4 separate regions of the Mus musculus genome follow, and regions 2, 3 and 4 are each linked to region 1. Evidence: chromatin contacts called from public Hi-C and HiChIP or PLAC-seq data. All regions are on one chromosome and are shown on one strand. The core of a region is the stretch at or near the end of the contact, and the rest is flanking DNA. Distances in the headings are between cores, read along the strand shown. Region 1 has its middle 17 kb from the start of Foxo3. Region 2 overlaps Sesn1 (sestrin 1). Region 3 overlaps Sesn1 (sestrin 1). Region 4 overlaps Armc2 (armadillo repeat containing 2).

Region 1 (3,182 bases), core at 368-2,867:
CTACATGATAAAACCCTGTCAATACACATATACATACATATATACACACATACATATACATTATGCATAAACACATACAAATATATACATATATACACACATACATACACACATATACAAACATACATATACATACATACATGCATACACACATACATAATATATACATACAGGCAGACATATACACACATACATATATTACGCATACACATACAGACATAATATACACACACACACACACACACACACACACATATATATATATATATACATGCATAATACATAATACATACACATAATACACACTCCTACATGAGTATTGATATGTAGAGTGGTGGGCAGTGAACCCCAGCAAGTCACTGGGCTGCCACAGCACTGTTTTTCTCTTCCCTGCCTTCATCTCCTTGTCTTTAGAGCAAGCTCGTCCTCCCAGCCACAAGATGGCAGGAGAAGATCAGAAATTCAAGCATAGTCTCTGCCTCTGATGAAACCTATCACAGTGCCCTGGCACCTAGTTAGAAAATACTTTTCTTTTCTTTCCTTTTCTCTCCTTTCCTTTTCTCTCTTTTCCTTTTCTCTCCTTTCCTTTTTCTCTCTTTTCCTTTCCTTTCCTTTCCTTTCCTTTCCCTTCCCTTCCTCTTCCTTTCTTTCTTTCTTTCTTTCTTTCTTCCTTCCTTCCTTCCTTCCTTCCTCCCTCCCTCTCTTCCTTCCTTCCTTCCTTCCTTCCTTCCTCCCTCCCTCCCTCTCTTCCTTCCTTCCTTCCTTCCTTCCTTCCTTCCTTCCTTCCTTCCTTCCTTCCTTTCTTCTCTAGTTTTCTTGGTAACAAGGTGCAGGCTAATGCAATCACACTTCCCAGTGTGATCTTGAAAGCTGCCAACAAGAAATGGGCACTGCGATTCTGTGCTCTTCTCCCTCTCTGCCTACAAAGTTGGGGCCCTGTTGTGGTCAGCCACACCGTGATAAAACCAGTGAGACTGAGCCCAGCAGATATAAGTGTTTCTAGAAAAGGGATGTCATGTGCCATGCTGCCTGTACCCATCATCTGCCACACATGCAGGTGTCTTGGATTCTTACTAGCAATAGACCTTGGGATGTGTGCCAAACATGTTTGGAATCCCAATGTCATTCCTAGTATGGTAAGCTAGTGTCCCCAGCTGGGTTACAAACATTCAGACAAAGCCAACCCTTGGCAGGTGCCAGTCAATTAAAATACTCATTTCCCCATGAGAAACACTGGAACCCAGGAAGTGTGGTTGAGATCTGAGTGGTTTCCACTGAGCCAGGCCCTCTTGGCCTCTCCCTGTTAGCTGGAAACAAGGCAGGATTGACCTAGAGGGCCTCGAGTTGTGGGTAAATAGAAGAAGCACTCGTTCATCTGAGGGAACCTTCATGGCATTGTGTGAAAATGATGGCTCCTTCATCCTGGTCCATTGGAAAGAATTTACCCCTCCTGAGTACGTCTGAGTGTCCCCATCAGGGCAGGTTAAGGGTCCTGTTTTAGAGGTGACTCATTGTACTAGAAGTTGCTGAGAAGCAGCTGCCTCTGGCCAGTCAGCCAACCAGCTGTGTGTGGGTGGGTGTGTGGGCTCGGGTAAGGTCACCCTCCCCAACGCACTTGTACTGTGGTTTCTTGGTGTCTTGAGCAATGTAATGGAACTGTATGTTTGAGCCTTCCTCAGAGGTCTTTCTGTTCCCTTCTGCCCCTCCCAGAGCTTCCTGGGTAGTGGCCAAGAGGTAGAAAACCAAAGGAGTAAGGCTTACCAGGACGGACACTAGAGATAAGGAGGTCAAGTGCTCAGTTGTTCTGGGGGTCACAGTGCTCCAGGGGCAACTGTGGTGCTCTCTCCGGTGGAGCAGAAAAGCCTGGATAGCAGTCTGAGCTGTGTCTGTGAGAGAGGCTTCTGGAATGGTCATCTTGAGCAAGCCTGGTGGTTTACAAGAAAGGGACTTAAGAGCGAAAGTGGAGACTTGCCTCTGGTATAATGCTTTGGAGTGCGCAAGGCATGTTCTGAAAGCTGCAATCACATGCAGGCACCCGCCGCTGCTTGGCAGCACAGACTGGTGGCCCTGCTGTGTGGCTGAATGCACACAGACATAACCCCTATGTTGGCCATTTTGCAAAGATCCAGGGGAGAGGTGGGGGCAGTGGCACTTGGCAGCAGCAAGGGTAGGGAGCACACAGCTAAGGGGTTACTGATGATACCCAGAGAGAGACGGATGTCAGACAGCATCTCTGGATGCTTCCAACCATGATCACAGCGGCCAGCGGCACTGAAGATTGAGGCTAATAGATGTAGTTGCAAAGCAGACCAACCCACCCTAGGTAATTGCAGGGCTCACACAGGCAAAACAGCTGGTCAAGTGCTTGCTGAGAGCTCCACTGGCCGACCCCACTTCACCTCCCAAGGTGGTTCTGAAGGTTGAGGCTCTCAGGAAAACAAGACCCCGACCGTGAGACTCAATTCATCCCTGGGGTGAGTCACTATTCAATCTTTTAAGAGTTATGCTAGATTAGTATGGAGAAGTGGAACTGGTTATAAAACCCAGAAGACATGTTGGGGTCTTCATAAAAGCACATCTGCTTCCAAGGGGGGATTCTGCCAGGTGTGCTGGTACATGCCTCTAGTCTTAGAACGTGGCGAGTGGAAGCAGGAGATGTCAAGTTAAAGCCAGCCTGGCCTATATAGTGAGACCCTGTCTCCAAACATCAAAATACCTAAATAGAGACTAAGAAGGTTCTTTTCCTATCTGGCTCATTCTTTTTGGTGAGAGTGGGCATGCTTCAGTCAAGGGGGACAGAGGAGGCTGGTACCTGTACCTCTAAGGTGCGATTTCTTGCCAGCAGGAGGTGTTGGCAGTTTTTCCTTAGCTTTGTTTCTAATGAAAAGGGAACAGGGGATGTAAGAACCGAGAGACTTGTGGGGCTGTGGTGGCGCATGCCTTTAATCCCAGCACTCAGGAGGCAGAGGCAGGCGGATTTCTGAGTTCAAGGCCAGCCTGGTCTACAGAGTGAGTTCCAGGACAGCCAGGGCTACACAGAGAAACCCTGCCTTGAAAAACAAAAACAAAAAAACACGAGAGACTTGACAGTCAGATAGAGAAACTGTCCTTTGGGAAAAATTTCCAAGTCTTTTACATATGAGGGTCCGTTTTGGTGTTAAAGGGTGCCCAGTACGCCAACA
Region 2 (3,182 bases), core at 476-2,975, 430 kb after region 1:
CCCAACACCGACTAAGATACGAGTTTCTGTTTCCGCTCATTTCCCTCCTACTGCAGACTTGTACACCCCTGTTGTTATCCCTCGCTTGGCTCATTTCCACGGTACCAGGGAGAGAAAGAGCAAGAAAATTCACTTGATGATGGATCACTGTCACAGCATTCTTAACCTAGGTCTTCACAGGCACTCTCAAGACCCCTATCTTTTTTCTGCTCTTCTTCTCGTTTGGTGAGTGTCACTATAGCCCATACCTCTGCTTTCTGATTACTGCGTTTCTAGGCGTGTGTCACATGCCTGGCTCCATTATGCACATCATGCTTATGATGGCTATTCCTGGTTGTCAACCTGTCTATATCTGGAATGAGCTACAATCCAGAAATGGAAGTACACCTGTGAGGCATTTTCTGCTTGGGTTGAAGTGGGTGGTTCCACTTCTGGTCCAGACCTTTGAGGTAGGACGACACACCTCTGATCTGAATCTTGAGGTGAGAAGACACACCTTTAACCTGGGCCACATCTTCTGCTGGAACCTATATAAGGGCATGGAATCATGAAGGTTTTGTTCTTTGCCTACTTGCTAGTACTTCCATTCCTTCGATGGCATTGGAGCTACTTCTTCAGTTCTGGCATATACTCAAGATTAGCTGAGACACCCAGCCTTGGGACTGAGTGACTACAGAGTCTTGGACTTTCCATGCCCAGCCAGCCATTGTTGAATTAGCTGGACTGCAGCCTATAAGTAATTCCAATAAATTCCATGTGTGTGTGTGTGTGTGTGGATATATATATATATATATTTATTTTCACATGTATTGAATACACACACACACACACACACACACACACACACACACAAACCTTAAGTTCCACTACTCTGGCGAACCCTGACTAATACAATCTTAAGATGTTCAACTCTTAGAAATGAACTGCCTCAAAAACCAGAATTTTTTTCCTTCACTATTCATTCAATGTGCTTCTGTTAAGTGTTCATGTACCAGGAATAACTAGATGATGCAGGCATGAGAAACCCTCTTGAGCTGTTGTTCGTGAAGGGAGCCCAAGGGACTCCCCTGGCAATAGACTATTGCTGTTGCCTTTAGTTGCCTCCAAGTTGAAGGTAAGTCCCTATTGCTAATGATATTATATACTTTGGACACAGAATGAGGACTAGTTTCCATAGTACCAGAAGGCAATCTGCACGATGCCCAGGGCGGGAAGTAACCAGCAGCCCCCCTCAGCTGTGCTGCCCAGGGTCTGTGACAATGACCTGCATGGCGAGACAGCCATCCCTGCAGGTACAAGAGCACTTATATCTTAATGGGAGCCAACAACTGTCTGTCTGACTGGGCTGAAGGCCTGCTCAACAGGAAGGAAATGGGGCCTGGTGCTGTAAACTTAGTTAACCATGTGACTCGAGAGGTCATGGATCTTGGAGGAGAACATACTACTTTCCCAAACCAGTAAAATTCCTAAGCACCTTCTAAATACTTATCCTATACCACAGGCAAGTGTAACTCTCACCCCTCATCAAAGCAGATGGAGACCATGACAGAAAGCCACAACTGGTCACAATGCAGAGAACAACTAACCAGGAGGTGCCCAGCCCCGACTGATACAACACAACCTCAGGCTCGGCAGCACTCGGGAAAACAGAGTCTAAGAGCAAGAGATCAAGGAAGTCTGCAGCAAGACATTATAGGGAAGCCACACACCCATAAAATCTTAGCGCTACAGCTACTTAACCAAGGGCAGCACCAGCTGACATGCAAAGTGCATGTGGCTCATCTCATAAGCACCGCCCCCAGATGAAGAGCTGTGGCAATTAAGAACTGCTGTGAGAGGGGTGATTAATCTTTCCCAAAGATGACACCCCTAAATGGTTATCCAGTAACAAATAGCCCTGAAACACTCTCATAACTACACTAACAGGACTCTGCAGGTTGCATTTATATATTTGTAAACATATATGTAACAATAACAGTGTACTGGCTAGTTTTGTGTCAACTTCACACAGGCTGGAGTTAACACAGAGAAAGGAGCTTCAGTTGGGGAAATGCCTCCACGAGATCCAGCTGCAAGGCATTTTCTCAATTAGTGATCAAAGGGGGAGGTCCCCTTGTGGGTGGGACCATCTCTGGGTTTGCAGTCTTGGTTCTATAAGAGAGCAGGCTGAGCAAGTCATGGGGAAGCAAGCCAGTAAGTAACATCCCTCCATGGCCTCTGCATCAGCTCCTGCTTCCTGACCTGCTTGAGTTCCAGTCCTAACGTCCTTTGGTGATCAACAGCAATGTGGAAGTGTAAGCTGAATAAACCCTTTCCTCTCCAACTTGCTTCTTGGTCATGATGTTTTATCCAGGAATAGAAACCCTGACTAAGACAAACAGCTAATAAAAAAAGAGGCCATAAGTTTAAGAGGGAGTAGGGCAGGGCATAGCAGGAGAGGGAGGGAAAATGATATATTTTAATTAAATAAAAATAATAATTAAAAAAATACCCTGACTTCAGGGCACCACAGCAGGCACTCCTTTAAATGCAAACTGAATTTTGTTCTATTAATTTGTTCTCCATACACCTGCGCTTCTCCTATAGGACCAAAGTGGGGGCTGCAATAAGAGAATGGGGGGGGGGAAATGGGGGCTGCAATAAGAGAATGGGGGGAAATGGGGACTGCAATAAGAGACTGGGGGAAAGTGGGGGCTGCAATAAGAGAATGGGGGGAAGTGAGGGCTGCAATAAGAGAATGGTGGGGGGGGGAGTGAGGGCTGTACCTATACAAACAATAAGGAAGAAACTGTTAGAATAGAATCTAAGCATCAGGGTTTGGTACCAGCTCTGCAGTTTGGCAGCTTCATACAGTTACAATCATTCTCCAGTGAGAAAATCTGTTCAGAGGGAGAAGTAACAGATGTGCTTTAACTTCAGACAGTAACCTTTGTGAGATGGGAAAAGCCTCCATGTTCTCTGCAGTCTATGGTGAAGATGGCACAGCATCAGACACATGGCTCCACAGGATTTGATGCAGGGGGTTGGTTTTTTGTTTCCTTAGGTTTAAGGAAAAGTGAATGCACTAAATTCTACAGAACTACTGGCTGTGACAAGCACTCTTAGCACTCTGACAGCATGCATTTTCCCCTGACTCTTCACAAGCAGCCTCTTGTGACCTTTCAGGCAACTCTGCACTGATA
Region 3 (3,182 bases), core at 261-2,760, 400 kb after region 1:
CCATGTATGTGTCTAAGTTTGAACATTGTATATTAAGTTCCAGGAGAGAAAAATGTTCCTTTTGAAACAAATGTAACAACTATTAATCTAAAACAATGACCTCTTTAGCCTAACTTCTTTTTTTTTGTTTGTTTGTTTTTTTTTAAAGATTTATTTATTATATGTAAGTACACTGTAGCTGTCTTCAGACACTCCAGAAGAGGGAGTCAGATCTTGTTACAGATGGTTGTGAGCCACCATGTGGTTGCTGGGATTTGAACTTCAGACTTTCAGAAGAGCAGTCGGGTGCTCTTACCCACTGAGCCATCTCACCAGCCCTTAGCCTAACTTCTTAACTCTGACCAAACTATCTATCTGTCTGCCTATCTCTGTTAAGATTTACTGGGAAAAAGTACAAAGCTGAGGCTCCTGCCCCCTTTCTAATTTACAAATTATCTAAACAACATGTATTTAGGGTTTCAAGTATTTATTATTCATTTTGTAACTCAGACACACTACACAATACTCATGACTTCAGGATAGCAAAGGATGTAATTTCCAAATAGATTATTTGATCTTGAAACAACTTGTTGTCACTCAGAAAAAAATGAAGTTGAATTATATTTTAACCCACAATAAATCAGAGTTAAACATGAAGAAAACAAAACAAACAATAGTCCTACCAAATGCTTGTGGAGTGAAAAGAACCAATAATGCTACAAAACCTGGAAGTCAAAAACGACGGATAAATCTGGTAACCAAACAGACTGGCATGAGGGGAAGGGTACACAGTCAAAGATGAACAGAGAACTTGAAAGACTGCAAAGGGTCAGAGACACTTCCAAGAAAAGGAAGTGAGAATGACCGAAACCATGCTCAACTCCCAAAGCAACAACAACGCACTGCATTAACTACAAAGACCATAGGTGGGAACCTACAGACAGACTCACATTTTGTACTCACACATAAAGGTAAACCACTACACTATTGATTCTGATAAACAACCTAATTGCTAATCAATGGAGGACTGTTTGAAAAGTTCAACATGATCAACAAAGCTGTGGTCCTCAAGAGAACAAAGCAGAACATATGCTGGGGTGGGGGCGTAGAGAAAGGAAGACACAACACGCGTGTACATGTGTTTGTTACTGCTTGAAATATCTGGGTAGTATTTCTTTAAATGACACCAAATTGACATCCATATGACCTTCAAAACGAACAGGTTGAATTATATTATTCTGGTTACTCTATTCTAGAATCAAGTGAATTTACTCTCCTTACTTAAAGGCTAGGCTTAAAAGTTGACAGACTCTCTCTTTTAGCTAATAGATTAGGTACATGACAGATATAAGGGCCGTGACCTTTTCTAATTAATTTTATGTCAATCAAAAAACAAAAGGCTAGTTATATGGGGTGTTCCTGATGAGCTGAGTGTGTATCCCAATTTACCTCAGACCAGGTACAGACAGGACAGTGAGTAGCTCTATCCAGCCACCCAGCACACACAGACTGACCTCTGAGAAAGTCAACAGATGACAGTTTTCTTACAGGACCTACCTGTTCTTACTAAAGCTTGCATAAAGACTCCTCACCTTGGAAGAGTCCCAAAGTATAGCACACACTGGAATGATGGCCAGCTCAGTGGAGAGAGCTGTCCCTGCATGTGCAAGGCCCTAGGGTTGATCCCAAGCATGGCCAAGTATTTCCATGCACCATCTCCTGAGAGAAAAAGAACAGAGTAGGAAAGGAGGTTTGGGCCAAAATAAGGACTTCTGTTAGCAAGTTTGTAATTCCCATGAGAGCATTTAAACTCTTAACTGGGCAGGTCTAATGTGTAAGTAAGGTGTAAAGAGAAGATGAGGGAGATACAGCAGCAACAGTACCACATCTACATCTACCTCATGATACCTACAGAAGAGTTTACAAAGCTCTTGGGGGTGTGCAGTCTGAGAATGAAACTGCTTTTTAGTTTTCTGCTTATTCCTTAACTGATATAAAGGGGCAAAAAAAAAAAAAAAAAGAAAAACAAACAAACCCATATAGAGCTAATAATGGTAATAAAAAATTAAGAGCAGCAATAGCAGCTGACATAGCATGCTAGGAACCGAGTACTGTTTTAAGTACTAGTATTTACAAAAAAGGAACATATGATTTATGATATTGAAATCTACAAAATGTATATGTCTTTTATAATCTTTATGAAAAAGAAGCCAATGTCTTTAATGCTTTATTAGTGTGAGAGCCCAAGTCAAACTGAATGCATTTTCTAACTTCCTATGTAGGTTACTTTAACTATTTTCCCTTCTGTAGTTGTGAGAATTCAATTAGACTCTGAGCAAATCTTACAATCCAGATTCTAGGAGGCAGACCTGCCAAGAATAAAAGTTCTTGTTGAACTCAGATGCAGATGGCAATCAGCATAAACCTCACAGGTTCTCTGTGAAGACATGGCTGGAAAAGCTAACATGAGAACTAGGACTCCCCACCCCTCAACAATACTAACACCAATATCTGAAAGCCATGCCCACACCAGCACCTGCTTCCTCACCAATGTACAACAATACTGATTAATCCTCAGAAGATGGACATTCTGAGTGGCGTTGACAGCACACAGAAACAGTACGTCCTGTGCCACCGTGTGAACAGTGCTTGTGGACCAAAGCCCTGTCTAATCACATGCTTTGCTTATGTTCCGACGACCTTCATCAGCCTCCTTAAGAATGATTGACTGGCTACAGATTAAAGACTTTCTATGAGGTGTCAATCTACCTACTTGAAAAATTAGGTGAAAATCAGTAAACTATTTGAAGCATGTTTTTTCTTTGTCTACTTGATGCATTAAAAAAAGCCCATCTAGATATTTAAGACTATATCTTATAACACTGATGTCAATCTTTTTTTTTAAAGTTACACAAGTAGAAAGTGCATTTCTTTCTTTCTTTCTCTCTTTCTTTCTTCCTTTTTGGTTTTGTGTATGTGTGTGTGTGTGTGTGTGTGTGTGTGTGTGTGTGTGTGTTTGAGACAGGGTTTCTCTGTGTAGCCCTGGCTGTCCTGGAACTCAGAAATCTACCTGCCCAAGTGCTGGGATTAAAGATGTGTGCTACTACTGCCCGGCAAAAGTGCATTTCAACAAGGCAAAGAAAGCAAAATGTTTTATAAAAAGTGAAAGTCCTAACCCACTCTCCCCTTCCGGGAGAGTCCTT
Region 4 (3,182 bases), core at 190-2,689, 360 kb after region 1:
TTTGGACAGCTCCGACATCCTGTTGCAGGAAGAGAGAGACCTGGAATGGCTGGAGATGGGGCGGCAAGCAGAGCGTCCCACCCTCCCCATGTTTCTAACTTGGGCCAGGCATTTAGCCGCGCAGAGATAACCCACCCTCCCTTCCTCACATCCTCTTAGCAACTGTGCTGGATTGGTTAGGAAGAGCCCTCCACCCCTTTCCCCTGGTGTCTTTGTGTGGCAACTTGCTTCCACTGGCTCTCTGCCTCCTCCCTGGCAGGAGTGTGCCCTTTGGCTGCCTTCCCAGCCTCTCTGCAGGCACATTCCCAGCGGTGCTGGGCGAGCGAGCAGGCAGGCGAGCAAGTGAGAGCATTTGGCTGAGTGAGCTCCTTGTTCAGCCTTGCCCTCGTTCTGCACCCCTGACCGGGCAGGCTCAGTGGGCCGAAGCTTGCTCATTCTTTCCAGCTCCCACTGTTTTTGTCCTTGTGGAACGGGCTCTTCCCCCACTCAGCTCAGAGCCCAAATGCCTTTATGTCTGTGCCTTAAAAAAGAACCCATCGCAGTAAAAGTCTAACTGTTGCCCTGGTGTTTTTGAGGGGGAGCCACATTCAGAGGTGTGGAGTGTGGGTACTCAGTGAATAATTGCTGATAGGGTGGCTGGGTTGGCAGTTGGATGGGTGGGTAGGTGGTCATCTCTGCCTTCAGAATGGTCTGCTTAGGTCTGCAGTTTTGAGTCTGTGGTCTCTCAGATTGGTCTGATTATATATATATATATATATATATATATATATATATATGAATGAATGAATATGTATTCTCTCAGGCTAACCGTCAACCCGCCGCCAGTGCTGATAGGATAGGTAAATCAGTATTTTCTCAGAAGTCTGCAGCCTGCCTTTGGTGACTTTTATTCTTTAGCCACCTGTAAACTCAAATGTTTAGGTTTTATTTAAGGGTGGAAAGTCGGATAAAGCAAACTGGAAATCCTAACTCAACTCTAAGATGCAGGCAGTTTTAGCCAGTTTAAAACAGGGTGTCTTGATTAATTTTCTGGTTAAGGGCATGGGGAGTGTTAAATTTTCAACCCCCTTTAACTTAATTCTTAAAGGTCCTTCTAAAATGTTTTCCTAGGCTGGATAGGAGTTGTCTCCTAAGTATGAGGAGTCTGTGGAACATAGTTTATTCCTTCTGTGACAGCTTGACATCAGTCCTTTGCCTGTGGTCAGCATCATGCACGGGGACTATTTTAGGGTGCCGTGTGAGAATCATGTGTCCACTCTGGCTGCCTGTGGGTGGTAAAGCACTATCAGTCACACGGGGCAGATGGCTGAGTTGGATGCTCCTTAGGGTGAGGGGACAGGCAGTGGATGCTTTTGAGCAGAGGAGATTGCTCTGCTCCTGAGATGAAGAGATTCCAAGTCTCCTCCTGCAGTGCACAGACCGGCCACCAGGGGCGCCTTTCACAAGAGAAGTGAGGCAACCAGTTTGAGAGGTTGGTGAAGGGTCAAAGATGCCCGGTGCAGGCCTTTAATCCCAGTACTCAGAAGGCAGAAACAGGCAGATCTCTGTGAGTTTGCAGCCATACAGGGCTATGTGGAGAGACCCTGTCTTAAACCCCCGCCCCCTGAAAAATGCCTCAAGTCTGTGGGACATTGGAGGTTGAGGGTAGTTGGGAATGAGGTATTGAAGTGCATTAGCATGCTCAGACAGGCCCTGAGTGCCCCTCACCGTGTCCTTCAGTCTCCAGAAGCCTCAGTTTCCGTACGTCAGGGTGGGGGTGGCAATCTCTTGTTGGCTTTAGGCCAATATCCCTCAGATGGAAGAAGGTAGCTCCCATAGTAGCTCCTGCTGTTGCTAATGCCCTGGAGCTGGTCACAGACCATTCTGTATAACAGTGTCCTCTTCTGTGTCCTTCCATAGTTAAAGCCATTTATTTACAACTTGTGGGGCCCATGATGTCTTAGCAAAGTGCATGTCTGTTAGGGCGTACCATGCTGCCAGGAGGAGGACATGGCTGGCTTCCTAGAGGAAGGTCGGCTTCTTACGGGAGTGTGCTGCTGGTCTGTGTTCTGGTTGGCTATAGCTGCTGATCATTCCATTTTCAGCAAAACTAGGAAGTCCGTATGAACTGGTTACTCTGCCTTCTCAGGGACGTTGAAAGCCTCTCCAGATCCCTTTTCATTTTGTTATTTCAAAACCATGTCATTGTGTGAGTGTGCACCGATGTGTTGGTTTAAAAAAATATTGTGAGAGTGGAGTGCTGTTCTCAGGGACTGGGGAAGAGTAAGAGACGGAGAGCCATGTGTTGAAGGAACTGCTTCTATGGTGAGATTGCGGGTCTGTGAACCTGGTCATTTGTCATTCGCGATGTATTTTGTTGGGTTTTTTGTTTTTGTTTTTTTTTTTGTTGTTGTTTTTCGAGATAAGGTTTCACTTGTAGCTTTGGCTGTCCTGGAACTCACTATGTAGAGCAGACTGGCCCCGAACTCTGAGATCCTCCTGCCTCTGTCTCCCAAGTGCTGGGATGAAAGGCGAGTGGCATTACACCTGACTTTCTTGTGATATTCTCTATAAGGGTTTATGGGATTTGTCTTGTTAGCTAAGAACTACTTTGTATACTTCAGGTGGGTTGGTCAGGGCAGCAGTAGATAACCTCTGTGCAGCTCTGGTTTGGTGGTGGGGGGAGACTCTTCAGGGCAGGAATGAGAGCGCAGGCCACTTAAAATGAGGCTATGGTCTCACAGAGACCCTTCCCTAGCTTCCAGTCTCAGGACTGTGGCTGAGCCACGCAAGCGCAGGTGCAGGAACAGCCTTCCACGAGACTGCTTCTGTTTTGGCCTATTTTGTGCTCCTGGCTCCCTGGAAAACATATTTTCAAGAGGTGGGAAGAAAAGACGCCACAGTCAAAGGACAGAAACAGTGAGGGGAGCAGGTGGTGGGAGCTGGGTGCTGCAAACGGCGCAATCTGTCGTCCCCGTTTGTTGATCTCGCATGCCATCCTTCAGTTGGCACTGCTACTGCCAGGAACCACCCCCTCCCTTTTCCATCCAGCAGGGAGAGAGGCATTGTGACAGTATTAACTCTTCCTTTCCTGAAGCCACTTCAAACTGAATCTTCTTCGTCACGCCATGACCCACATAGACGTTAGAACCAAAGATATTTAGATGTGTTAAGGACTTGGGGGGTGGGTTAGAAAAAGCAGC

The links. A called contact is a pair of places that touch in the nucleus more often than the background predicts. HiChIP or PLAC-seq counts read pairs in DNA pulled down with a chosen protein or histone mark.
Region 2: a contact with region 1 is called in a Hi-C map of bone marrow-derived macrophages, with 14 read pairs. The contact joins two enhancer-like sites. A contact is called at or near these places in 1 of 39 promoter capture datasets (embryonic stem cells), 1 of 15 datasets of contacts at CTCF or cohesin (large pre-B cells), 5 of 484 Hi-C or Micro-C datasets (bone marrow-derived macrophages, cortical neurons, muscle stem cells and 2 more) and 1 of 115 datasets of contacts at active chromatin or transcription factors (embryonic stem cells).
Region 3: an H3K4me3 HiChIP or PLAC-seq map of the SCID.adh cell line shows a contact between it and region 1, with 4 times the contacts expected there. The contact joins two enhancer-like sites. A contact is called at or near these places in 2 of 15 datasets of contacts at CTCF or cohesin (CD8 T cells and pro-B cells), 45 of 484 Hi-C or Micro-C datasets (B cells, the C2C12 cell line, CD4 T cells and 33 more), 20 of 115 datasets of contacts at active chromatin or transcription factors (the 230-238 cell line, the SCID.adh cell line, astrocytes and 13 more) and 2 of 9 other capture datasets (adipose tissue and embryonic stem cells).
Region 4: a contact with region 1 is called in an H3K27ac HiChIP or PLAC-seq map of heart atrium, with 7 times the contacts expected there. The contact joins two enhancer-like sites. A contact is called at or near these places in 5 of 484 Hi-C or Micro-C datasets (the G1E-ER4 cell line, the HL-1 cell line, bone marrow-derived macrophages and 2 more), 7 of 115 datasets of contacts at active chromatin or transcription factors (bone marrow-derived macrophages, embryonic basal ganglia, embryonic forebrain and 4 more) and 1 of 9 other capture datasets (embryonic stem cells).

The regions. Positions count from the first base shown.
Region 1 is chr10:42,292,481-42,295,662 of GRCm38.p6, reverse strand. No RefSeq gene overlaps it. Among named protein-coding and RNA genes, the nearest start is that of Foxo3, 17 kb to the right of the region's middle. Within about 2 kb of position 1,617, at least 46 of the 459 cell types and tissues checked have an H3K27ac peak or open chromatin away from gene starts, as enhancers often do. A contact at or near this core is called in the G1E-ER4 cell line, the SCID.adh cell line, bone marrow-derived macrophages and 1 more, where this site is marked.
Region 2 is chr10:41,866,719-41,869,900 of GRCm38.p6, reverse strand. All of the region lies in intron 1 of Sesn1 (sestrin 1), which reads right to left. Among named protein-coding and RNA genes, the nearest start is that of Sesn1, 58 kb to the right of the region's middle. Within about 2 kb of position 1,725, at least 19 of the 459 cell types and tissues checked have an H3K27ac peak or open chromatin away from gene starts, as enhancers often do. A contact at or near this core is called in bone marrow-derived macrophages, where this site is marked.
Region 3 is chr10:41,889,174-41,892,355 of GRCm38.p6, reverse strand. The region is part of intron 1 of Sesn1 (sestrin 1); the gene reads right to left. Among named protein-coding and RNA genes, the nearest start is that of Gm33058, 68 kb to the left of the region's middle. Within about 2 kb of position 1,510, at least 10 of the 459 cell types and tissues checked have an H3K27ac peak or open chromatin away from gene starts, as enhancers often do. A contact at or near this core is called in the SCID.adh cell line, where this site is marked.
Region 4 is chr10:41,931,923-41,935,104 of GRCm38.p6, reverse strand. The region is part of intron 12 of Armc2 (armadillo repeat containing 2); the gene reads left to right. Among named protein-coding and RNA genes, the nearest start is that of Gm33058, 25 kb to the left of the region's middle. Within about 2 kb of position 1,439, at least 134 of the 459 cell types and tissues checked have an H3K27ac peak or open chromatin away from gene starts, as enhancers often do. A contact at or near this core is called in the G1E-ER4 cell line, bone marrow-derived macrophages and heart atrium, where this site is marked.